3 separate regions of the Mus musculus genome follow, and all the other regions are linked to region 1. Evidence: chromatin contacts called from public HiChIP or PLAC-seq data. All regions are on one chromosome and are shown on one strand. The core of a region is the stretch at or near the end of the contact, and the rest is flanking DNA. Distances in the headings are between cores, read along the strand shown. Region 1 has its middle 64 kb from the start of Gm19956. Region 2 holds the start of Rab11fip2 (RAB11 family interacting protein 2 (class I)). Region 3 overlaps Gm46660 (a long non-coding RNA gene).

Evidence for each region. HiChIP or PLAC-seq counts read pairs in DNA pulled down with a chosen protein or histone mark.
Region 2: an H3K27ac HiChIP or PLAC-seq map of the NIH/3T3 cell line shows a contact between it and region 1, with 4 times the contacts expected there. The contact joins the promoter of Rab11fip2 here to the enhancer-like site in region 1. A contact is called at or near these places in 4 of 39 promoter capture datasets (the 3T3-L1 cell line, the SN4741 cell line, cranial neural crest and 1 more), 5 of 484 Hi-C or Micro-C datasets (adipose-derived mesenchymal stem cells, embryonic fibroblasts, embryonic stem cells and 2 more) and 2 of 115 datasets of contacts at active chromatin or transcription factors (the NIH/3T3 cell line and embryonic stem cells).
Region 3: an H3K27ac HiChIP or PLAC-seq map of embryonic fibroblasts shows a contact between it and region 1, with 6 read pairs. The contact joins two enhancer-like sites. A contact is called at or near these places in 1 of 15 datasets of contacts at CTCF or cohesin (the NIH/3T3 cell line), 2 of 484 Hi-C or Micro-C datasets (adipose-derived mesenchymal stem cells and muscle stem cells) and 3 of 115 datasets of contacts at active chromatin or transcription factors (the NIH/3T3 cell line, embryonic fibroblasts and embryonic limb bud).

What each region holds. Positions count from the first base shown.
Region 1 is chr19:59,588,691-59,592,272 of GRCm38.p6, reverse strand. No RefSeq gene overlaps it. Among named protein-coding and RNA genes, the nearest start is that of Gm19956, 64 kb to the left of the region's middle. Within about 2 kb of position 2,037, at least 19 of the 459 cell types and tissues checked have an H3K27ac peak or open chromatin away from gene starts, as enhancers often do. A contact at or near this core is called in the NIH/3T3 cell line and embryonic fibroblasts, where this site is marked.
Region 2 is chr19:59,941,519-59,945,100 of GRCm38.p6, reverse strand. Rab11fip2 (RAB11 family interacting protein 2 (class I)) reads left to right here and starts at 1,737. Exons shown (of 6, transcript NM_001033172.3): 1 at 1,737-2,453. The coding sequence starts at 2,101.
Region 3 is chr19:59,887,116-59,890,697 of GRCm38.p6, reverse strand. It overlaps Gm46660 (a long non-coding RNA gene), which reads left to right. Exons shown (of 2, transcript XR_001782703.2): 1 at 1-1,193. Among named protein-coding and RNA genes, the nearest start is that of Gm46660, 4.4 kb to the left of the region's middle. Within about 2 kb of position 1,572, at least 15 of the 459 cell types and tissues checked have an H3K27ac peak or open chromatin away from gene starts, as enhancers often do. A contact at or near this core is called in the NIH/3T3 cell line and embryonic fibroblasts, where this site is marked.

The DNA of each region.
Region 1 (3,582 bases), core at 788-3,287:
TTTCTGATGATGCTTCACTTTGATCACTGAGACTCAGCCAAGTGGAATTTACTGAGTAATTTACTTGGGTGAGCTGGGATGTCATCTCTCTTAAACAGTTCTGCATTCTTTCTTCCCCAGTCACTGGGGAACTTCGGGGCCAGGGGAAGAAGCTACAGGAGGAAGAACGGTGGGCATCTGTTCTTTCATTTAAACTTATTTAAACTCATTTAGCCACTGCTAGCTTCCTGCAAGTATAACTGTGCACCCCTCACACCTCACAAGAGACCACAAGCACATCTGCAAGACAGGATGAACACATCTACCTTCTGGGTGTTAGTTTGTGGCTTCAAACACACACATAAAGATGGGATACAGCGGCTTGAGTATCTACAATCCCATACCTCTTAAAGAGAGCTGGGGGGAGGGGGATTCCCAGAAGTTCCCAGGCCAGCTAAAGAAATAGCATTAGAACAACAAAAGTACTGTCTCAAAATTACAAGAAGCAAGCCTTTAGGCTGTCTTCTGGCTTCCATATTCATGGCATGTGTGCACCTACATTCACACAGAAGAGCACATGCCAACAACCCATATAAACACAGTGCTTCTGAAAGCCCTTGGCCTCATAGAATAGCTGATATTCTCAGTCTGTGATCTCATGTGGAAGAGAGTACCATGCCTGCCACCAGACCTCCAAACCAATTCCCCTTCTGGGAAAATCTTAGAATTTTCTTTAGCCAATTTTTCCTCAAAAATTGTTACTGTTGGCATTCGGGGCCAGATTACTCCGTGTAGTGGGGCTACGAGCCACTCTGAAGTACATAAAGCATTACTGTACCCTGCCTTCTAGATATGAATATCATTCCTAACCCCCAGTTGTGCCAACCGAAAATATCCTAGATATTGCCCAGTGGCCCCTGGCGGAAAAATTGTCCCTGGTCTAGAACCATCCCATTACAGAACACTGGTATTTCTGCTTTAGCCATGATGGTTTGCCTGGGATAAAGACCCCAGGAGTTCCAATGAATGCCAAAGCCAACAGACTGCATCAAAAAGGGATGTGTGAACTGAAGCAGGTTCCTATGGAGTCTCATTTGAGGACTGCCCCTTCTCCACTTGGTGCTAAATCCTTTCCCAAAAAGCAGCTCACATGGACCTGACAGGCAGGAGACACGGGGAGAAAGTTCACAAAGCCTCCATTTTCCCAGAGGTTGGTTCTGGAGTTTTGCACTTGTGACTGAGATCTCTACTTCTTGGGATTCCTTCAGAAGAGTGGATCAATTCCTAATAACAAGGCCGCGGCTGTCCCTTCGTAGTACAGCCTTTGCCTAGCAAGCAGGAGGAACTGGGTGTCATGCCCAGTGCCTGAACCCCAGCAGTCTTATACTAAACATTATATGTGAATTATGTCATTATGACATAGAAAATACACAAAGAACCCTTGGGGTAGAAGTAGTGGTGAACGCATTCGCGGATGAGAATATGGAGCCTTGGGAGGTGAGGTAACTGGTCCAAGCCCACACAAGTGTGAAGCCTGAAGCTAAATTAAGCACCCCCAAATCCTGTTCTTGCCTCAGAGGCTCTTGCCAGCCCTGGTCTCATGCTCCCTGATCCTCTGCAGGATTGCTATTGAGAGGCCTTGAAAATCCTCCCTAACATGTAACTGTTGGCTTGGGGACTGGATGGAGGGTCTGAATAGTGCCTACCAGGAAGATGAGGTAGATAGACTCACTCCACCTGTCTGCTGTATCTCTAAGCTCATTTACCCCTGAATCATTTTGTCATGCTGATACTAAGCACAAGGTATACAGTAGTGTCCACAGCAAGGCCTCTGCCCACACAGAAATTATACTCACAAGCGAGAAACAGAGAGTAAGCAAATACGCAGAAGATACTAACAAGATGGTGGAGCATCAGAAAGAGATGCATTCTATAAAAAGTCTGGACTGTGTCTCCACTGTGGATATTTTAAATTGAAAAGAGGAGCAGGATGAACAAACAGCCACAGACATTTTCCAAGCAGTGAAGAGGATGGGGGAATGGGGGAATTTCAAAGCATGAGTCAGCACTGGCCATGGGGTGATGGGGGAATTTCAACGCATGAGTCAGCACTGGCCATGTCAAGATGCTATGAACAGCAATCCCAAATCTTTATGTTGTAAGATAATGAAAACTTGTTTCTCACTCTCACTACAAACCTAGTGGGGGTGAGCAAGGCAGGAGGAGTGTTCCATTACTGCGTGCCATTCAACAATGTGTTTTTTTTTTAATTTTAGTGTGTGTGTAAGGGGGGTGTAAGTGTCAGAGGACAATCTCCAGTGCCATCCTGATCTTCCACCTTGTTTGAGGCAGACTTCCCTATGATTCTGACTCTCGTGCTTCCACCTTGGCACTGCAGGCAGTTCTTCCTGTATGCTAGGAATCCAATGTCGACTTCTCCCCGGCGCTCTGCAAGTGCTTTGCCCACGGACCCCATCGCTTCCACTCAACTTCAGTCTCCTGATGGGTATTCTGTACACAACAGTCTTCAACCACAAGGATAAACAAACAGCCACCCGCTTCTGGGGTTGGAGGGTTCCTGAACATCAGGTCTCCACAGCGACGTAAAATGAACAAAGAAAGAGACGTGCACACTCTCTTGTAGTCCCTCCACTCCGTCCCATGCTCCATGTTTGCTGAGGGCCCACTCTTACCAGGAAGAGGTTTTCTTAACTGTTGCATCTGGTGATAGGTGGCGTCAATCATGCCTTTCCTGCTCTGGACAAAGGAACAACGGCTTCCGTGTGCCTGTTCCTTGTGGTCTTCAGGTAAACACAAAATCTTCTCCATCCTGGAGCTGCCATTTCCCACCCATGTTCTAGGGCAGTTGGAGGCTGCCAGTCTGCCTATTTCAAGCTTTCTCTGCCTGTCAAATCCACATACCTCATCAGAGGCTCAGCCCTTCTCCCCTCCTGCAGATGTACTTGGGGCTATTTTGGGAAGATTTTGCTACAACAGCCTCTGAGTGCTAATTAATGTGACTTTGGAGAGAATTTTCCATTAGTAGGCAAGAAAAAAAAAAGCAGAAAGATAAATCACCTTGAAGTCTAATGAGCAGTGCTGGCCCCCCAGCCCAACAACATCCAATCGGCTAAAGTGTAACTTTCTCCAGTGTCCAAGTTCACAGCTAAAGTTGCTTCTTATGATACGCTTGTTTGGTGCAGATTTTGAATACGTACAACACTCGGATACTGAGCTGGAGCATGTTGAGAATACAGTCAGGAAAATATGTCAGGGACAGAGAAATCGAATTTCAAAAGACAGCACAAATAATAAAACTTGGCTTAGGATTTGTGGAAAATCAGAGAGGGCTGCCTGGAAGAGAACAGGTCATGTGGTATGTCCGTAAAATTCAACATGGATCCAAAGTCTGACATGGGCAACTCATAAGTTGTGTGACCAAGGTAAGTCACTTAACTTCTCTGAGCCTCCCTTTCTTCACTGGAAAATCCAGTGTGGGAGGGAAGCTCTTGTAGAATGGGTGGGTGTTGTGATAACTGAATTTATACTGATAGACTCCAAGGTCTGCTGCATAGTAACTGCTCATTAAAAGTTAGCTATTAA
Region 2 (3,582 bases), core at 488-2,987, 350 kb before region 1:
GGCTTAAATTGGATGTCAAAACACTTATTTTGTTTCTCTACAAGTTTCAGGTGTCATATTATTTCTCTCTAGAGATGCTGGTGAAATTCCACCACTGACTGCTCCAATGTACTCTTTACAAATCCCTGAAAATATTTTTTCTTTAGAGTTGACAACTGCCCGCTCTGGGATCCAGATGCTATGTGCACAGTGAGATGATTTTGTTCTGCTTTGCACACATGGCCTTTTCAAACACTGTCTCCCCGGGATGGAAACTCAGCTCTCCCCGGGATGGAAACTCAGCTTGTATAACAGAAGTTCTAAAACTTGCCCGATAATAATAAACCCAATACCTTACAGTTTATGACCATTTTAAGTTGGATAAAGCACATTCCTATCTATCATATTTATTCTCAAAATTAGTCCCATAAAGGGAGAAAAGCATTTAGTCAGTCAACAGATTGGTTAGCATGTCTGTTTAATGCTTAGTTCTCTAAAGTCCTTCAGGGATGTCTAATCTTTTGACATTGCTTGGAGAGCTGTTGTCTGTCTGCAAAGTTCTCCCTGAAGAAAAGCACAATGCAGTTAAATACTCTCATAGCATTTAAGGTTGGGTTTGGCCTCATTCATAGCTATTGTTGGCCGCAGGTTGGATGTGCTGCCAGGAAGTGCAGTCCAAAGAGCTTCAGAATTTTCCTAGGCAGACATGGACAGAAATAAAGTCAACAGAGGTAGTATGCATCTCCTGAGACTGAAAAGCAGAGACAGTACTCCTGTCCTCTCTGGCCATGAAGTTGGGGTTTGGATTCCTGGAGGACTTGACAGTGAGCGCTCAGGGAATGCTTTTGACTTGGACGCCATACACACAACTTAGAAAGGGGGAAAAAAGACTAAATAGTTCCGTAGAATTATGGTGGCAGGCATGGGGGCCTGGTCTTCTGACGCCATCCCAAAGCGTCTATGATCTTTATTAAGCAAGGGAATCTTTATTAAGCAAGAGAATCTTTATTAAGCTTTGGAATCTATCTGCATCCTTTGCTTTTGGTCTGTGCTCAGGAGGAGGTCCCTTTAGTCAGTTGAAGGTTTCCTCTTCAAGACGATGGAGAACGGTTGGACGAAGTCTGAACTGTCACTCAAGAAGAACTACCACCATTAAAGGACACCAGCGCCCAGCTAGGACTGAACACACAGCTGGAACAGATTTCTGCCTTCCAAGATGGAAACCGGTTCTCTCCCAATAGCGGGCGGTGTATAGGGCCCAGTGCCGCCTCCCAGAACCCCTTGTCGGCCTCTGCGGGCTCACAGTTCCCCAGCCCGCTGCAACCGACAGGTTGGAACCTCAGCACCCACCGTCCAGCGCGCGCATCCCAGCCTCCGCGTCCCGCACCGCGCGCCCCGTCGTCAAGGCAACCAGGGAGGCGCTGACCCCCAACCCCGCCCGGCCCCGCCCCTCGCGCAGCCCCACTCAACATGGAGACGGCCAACCCGGAAGTGGCGCGGCCGCCGCGCGCCGGGCGCTAGGAGCCGCGGGTTGCTGGCCAGGCCTCACCCGGTGACACCGCCCGGCCTCGGTTTGCCACCCGCGCTCCGCGTCCCTCCGACACCGGTCCAGGTCGGCCGCTTCCGCCCCGCTCGCCCAGGCCTGCGCCACTCTTGGGGGGGAGGAGCCGAGGCGAGGCCGCGCGGGCGGGCGGAGGGAGCCAGGCCCCACGGCCGTCGACGGTTCGTATCAGCCGGGTCGGAGGAGGAGCCGGGCCGCGCGGGGCGGAGGCCGGGCCCTAGGGGCGCAGGTTTCAGGATAGCGGCGAAGCGGGGCGCGGGGCTGCGCGCGGAGGCCCGGAAGGCGCGGAGGTGATGTGGGCCCCTGTGCTTCTACGGAAGAAAGGGACCCCAGCAGCGGCGGCGGCCTCCCTACCGGTCCTCCTGACAGCAGCCCTTAGGGACCTCGCGGCAGCCCTGACTGCCCAGCTCACTGAAGTGCTCTTAAGGATGCAGTGATCAGGGTACGGGGCTCTCCCCGCGGGAGGGGCTCTGCCTGCGCTTCTGAACTCTGCGCAGAGAAAACAAAACAACAACAACAAAAAACAAAACCGAAAAACAAAACAAAACAAAAAACCCAGAATGATGCTGTCTGAGCAAGCCCAAAAGTGGTTTCCAACCCACGTGCAGGTCACAGTGCTCCAAGCTAAAGATCTGAAGCCAAAAGGCAAAAGTGGTACCAATGACACATACACCATAATTCAGTTGGGCAAAGAGAAGTATTCTACATCTGTAGCAGAGAAAACCCTGGAGCCGGTCTGGAAGGAGGAGGCCTCCTTTGAGCTGCCTGGGTTGCTCATGCAGGGTAGTCCGGAGAAATACATTCTTTTTCTTATAGTGATGCACAGGTCCCTGGTGGGACTGGATAAGTTTTTAGGGCAGGTGGCAATCAATCTCAATGACATCTTTGAGGACAAACAAAGAAGGAAAACAGAGTAAGTTATATAATTTATTTTGAATTTTGGGTACTTAAAGATATATGGATTTACTGTTCTTGAACATAGTATATTTGAGGCATTGGTCTTTGGGATTGAAATAGGATCCAGTATTAAGCACTTCTCTTTGCATGACTTTGAAGGGAAATAGCCTTTACTCTGATTTTTTTTTTAATGGAGTGATTAGTAAACCATTTTTTTTTCTCATTTCTGTGTGAGGTTAAGAGCTCTTAGTGGAATATTTTGCACTGGGTTTTAATACTTTTTATAAGAGGCCTAGAGCATGAACTAGAAAACCAGAAAATTAAATATATGCGTACCATTAGGTCTATGTTTGTTGAGCACTGTTAAAAAAATAAATTACTAGTAAAGGGTGTCAAAAGATAAGTTACTAGGTTTAGAACTCTTTATTTCAGCATTGGAAACAGTTGGCCTTATTTTTGCTCCACCAGTTTTCAGGGTCAGTACTTCTTGATAGGGTAGAAAGTTGTTAAAAGAACAAAAGTTTTGGAAGTCTGCACAGACATCTTCAGTCTTGAGCCCACTGACATTTTCCCTTTGAATTTACAGTATAGTGGAGCTATTGTTTACTGAAGAATTAGTTCAGCAAAGCTGTTGTGTAAGATCAGAGACAGTGATTACAGTCTTGTGATGCAGTGATTTAATGACTTCTTCGATGAAAACATGGCTTTTGAAATTGAACTTTCTAGCCTAAGTTAGATATACTTAATTTAAGAAATCAAAATTCAAATCAACACTAGGATGTTATGTGCTAAGTTGAAACAAGTAGCATCTTTGGAAAGGTAGGTCTGCTGTCCTGCTTTTAGCTTACATGCTTGTACACGCTTACCTTACACGCAGAGCTTGTAATGGGCCTGAAGGCTCATTGAGATGGCTGGAGTTTGTGAAAAGAGGGCTGAGGGAACTCATCAGAGGACTGCACTTTTCCCAAGTAGCTTAAAAAAAAAAAAGAACAAAACCCAGTCCTGATGCATGTTCATCTACCTACCCTTTAGAGCACTATTTTTGCAATGATAACTTTAAGCTCACATTAATTTCTTACAAGTATAGTGATCTTTTATCTGTCTTTATTTCCTTTGTAAAACCTGCCAGCAAACTTCATTTAATA
Region 3 (3,582 bases), core at 323-2,822, 300 kb before region 1:
GGAGGAACTGTGTCTTCAGCTGATTACAGAACATGGTCCCTCCTCCAGGTGGCCAATGTGCAAAGGGCAGGCCACTAAGTGGCATCCCCACTAACCTCCTTGTCTTAGTCAGGGTTTGTATATATGGTTACATCATGACCAAGAAGCAAGTCAGGGAGGAAAGGGTTTATTCAGCTTACACTTTCATATTGCTGTTCATCACCAAAGGAAGTCAGGACAGGAACTCACATAGGGCAGGAACTTGGAGGTGGGAGCTGATACAGAGGCTATGGAGGAGTGCTGCTTGCTGGATTGCTTCCCCTGGCTTGCTCAGCTTGCTTTCTTACAGAACCAGGACTACTGCCCAGGGATGGCACCACCTACAATGGCCTGGGCCCTTCCTCCTTGATCACTAATTGAGAAAATGTTTTACAGCTGGATCTCATGGAGGCATTTCCTCAAGGGAGGCTCCTTTCTCTGTGATAATTCCAGCTTGTGTTAGATTGACACACAAAACCAGCCAGCACACTCACTCCTCTTTTAATCTTGCATGTTCTCCATAATTTTCCAGAGTTTGAGAGGCAGAGAGGACTACATACATAAGTTTGATTCAATCACTAAACAATTTTTTGCATCTGTTTCCTGATTTGATAGAAAGGGAAAGTCAGCTGGACTCTCCCATAGCCTTAAAACACATTACAAAATACAGTGGTCTAGGGTTTTATAGTATTCATTTGCATTTTTTTAAAAAGTACTTTTCAGGGACTGGGGATGTAACTCACTTGGCAGTGTTTGCCTAGGATGCAAGAATTCCTGGGTTCAACACCCAGCATTGCATATACCCAATGTAGTGGTGATCAGCAGCCCATGAGAGCAGAGGCAAAAGAATCAGAGGTCACAGGTCATTCTCAACTACTTAACAAGAGAGAAGCCATTCCAGGGCCATGATACCCTGCCTCAAAATAAAATAAATCAAAACCATCAATCATAAAAACTGGTTTTTCCATGTTTCCCAATTCTAGTAGTTTCGGTTTTGAGCTGAGAAAACTGATCTGAACCCAAGACCTCCACTGATTATCAACTGCCATGCGGCAGCACCCAGAGTTTTCCTCCTTTATCTCTCTAAGGAGCCTTGTGCAGACACCCCAGGACACCCTACCCACTGTCCACCTTGTGCACTGCAGAGGCACAATGGGTTTCATCACCTCCCTCTGGTAAGTGTTTGATGATGGTACCTTTGATGTGAGTGCGGATCACCAAATCAAAGTGATGGTTTGTTTAATGTTTGCCACACATCCGGGTGATTCTGAAGCTAACACAGAAGAGGAGGCACATTACAACAGGGATTTCTCTCTCTAACCAATTAAGGTCATTCAAGAAGTCTCCCAATTTAAATAGTTGCCCAAGTAGAGAATGAGTCTCCCTAGCAACCATTTACTAAGAAGGCACATCAGATGATTGTGAAGAGACCAAAAATGCAGACATATAAAGTATGAGCCAGCAATTACTTGGACAATGACAGTTTGCATAGAAGGCACACTTGAGACCTGGCGCTAAGCTGTGTGATGAATACCAGTGTTAGGTATTTACCCTCAGTTTTTCCTCTGATTACTACACCAAGAATAAATTTTCAAATTCTAACTCTAGTAAGGCACAATAATACGATAGTAAGATATGATTTTGAAATCACATTCCTCTCCTCTGATACTTAATTCTGTGGCTGTGTATTTCCATAGAAGACCATCAGTTTCCTTTCTGTTTTCCAGAAGAGAAAGCTCTGGGGACAGTCTAGCTCTGCCCAGCCTCAGTGGGTACAGCTCACTGGATTGGCAGGCTGGGACCTTAACTCTAAAGCACTTGATCCTCTTTGAGGGAGGTGTTTCTGCATTCTGCATTCTGTATTCTGAGATGCCTAAGCAACACTGTGAGTTGCAAAGACTTGTGTGAGGGCTTTTCTAGTTGGCTAGAGCTATGGATGACTGTGGAGACCAGTTTAGTTCCCTCTAACTTAGGGAAAAGGATGGAGAAGCCCATTTCTAGTGCATGAAGTGTCAATGCCCACTAATTTGGTTTTACCTTCAATAAAGTAGATAGTTTTGCTTCCAACCAGTTGATCCTCCCAGAATGGGAAGAATGGGATGTTATTCAATGTGGCTGCAAAATTTTCATAATAATAAGCAATCAATATTGGCCCCCAGGAAGCCCTATTTATTCCATTCACTGGAAAGGAGACCATCTGTGGAGTAGGTACCACTAGGTCTCTGTCCTGGGAACATGGAATGTAGGCATCTGCAATTAATGTTATTAATTTTAATTGTGCACAGAATCCTTTGATGTCTGCAGTGCCATTATTCTGCCTTACAAATAAATAGCACTACCTCTCTGGTATAAGTTTAGGGAAAGCTATTTTAGTCCACTTTCTATTATCGTCAGGCAGTGGGCTTTACCAGCTCACACAGAACAAATTTGATTGTGTTTATATTTAAGCTTTCTTAACAAGGGAAAACAGGAGGATTAGCTTCAATAAAAACAGGAGCGGCATTCTGAATGTGTTTAAACAAGTTTTCCCCACCAAAAAAAAAAAAAATAGACCTATAGCATATCATTTTCAACTACACTGGCAGGGGAAAAAAAAAGCCAAAGGTTCCCCTAAAGAATTTGGACCATGCTCAAGGCAAGTTACAGCTGGATCCTATTATAGGAATCAATCTTTTCTCACCAATGACTGTTTACATCCATGAAGCTTTTCAGTAAATTCATTCAATCAAAAGCAGTTTTCGATGCTTGGCAAATATTAGATTACACATAATATACTTGTAATGTTAGCAGAGAAAAGAGGATGACACACACCCAGGCCACTCTTCAGAGCAGCTGCTGTGTCCACCCAGCCTGAGGCATGTCTCTGTGTAGATTGATGGGACTTACTTTAGTGCACTAATGCTGACACATTTACTTATCATTCATGATAATCACTTCTGCTGCTTCAGGGAGAAATTTTTCTAAGCACCTAAGTATTTGGGGGATTAATTACGGTGTGCTGAAAAGGAGGAAGGCACTTTTGGGGTGATACAGCAGTGTTTGTCAAGACTCTGGTCCAGATAATCTAATTTATTCTTTTGTTCAATTAGAGTAACTTGTCTGTGTCCTCATTGTTCTTTGTCTCAAACTGGAGCAGTGGTGTTTTCTTAAAAAAAAAAATGTTGTTTTGGGCCAGTAGGCAAAGTGCTTGAGTTCATAGCTTATCACCCATGTAGAACGCTATGCATGGCTGTGAGTATCTCTAACTCCAGGACTGAGGAGACAGAGAAAGATCCTCTCTGGAACTCAATAGCTAGTTGGCCTAGCCAAAATGGCAAGTTGCAGGTTCAGCGATGAGAAACTATTTCAAAAAATAAGGTTCAGAAGGTTTGAGGAAGACATACCGAAGGTAGCCAGTGATGTTCACAGTACTTCTACACACACACAAGTACATGGATATGCTTAAACCACACACATACATGCACATGGGTGTACAAGCATGTACATGTGCATGCACACACACACACATGAGAGAGGTCATTTGGGAAATTTCACTCTATAAGCTGTGCATTACATTTCTCTTTA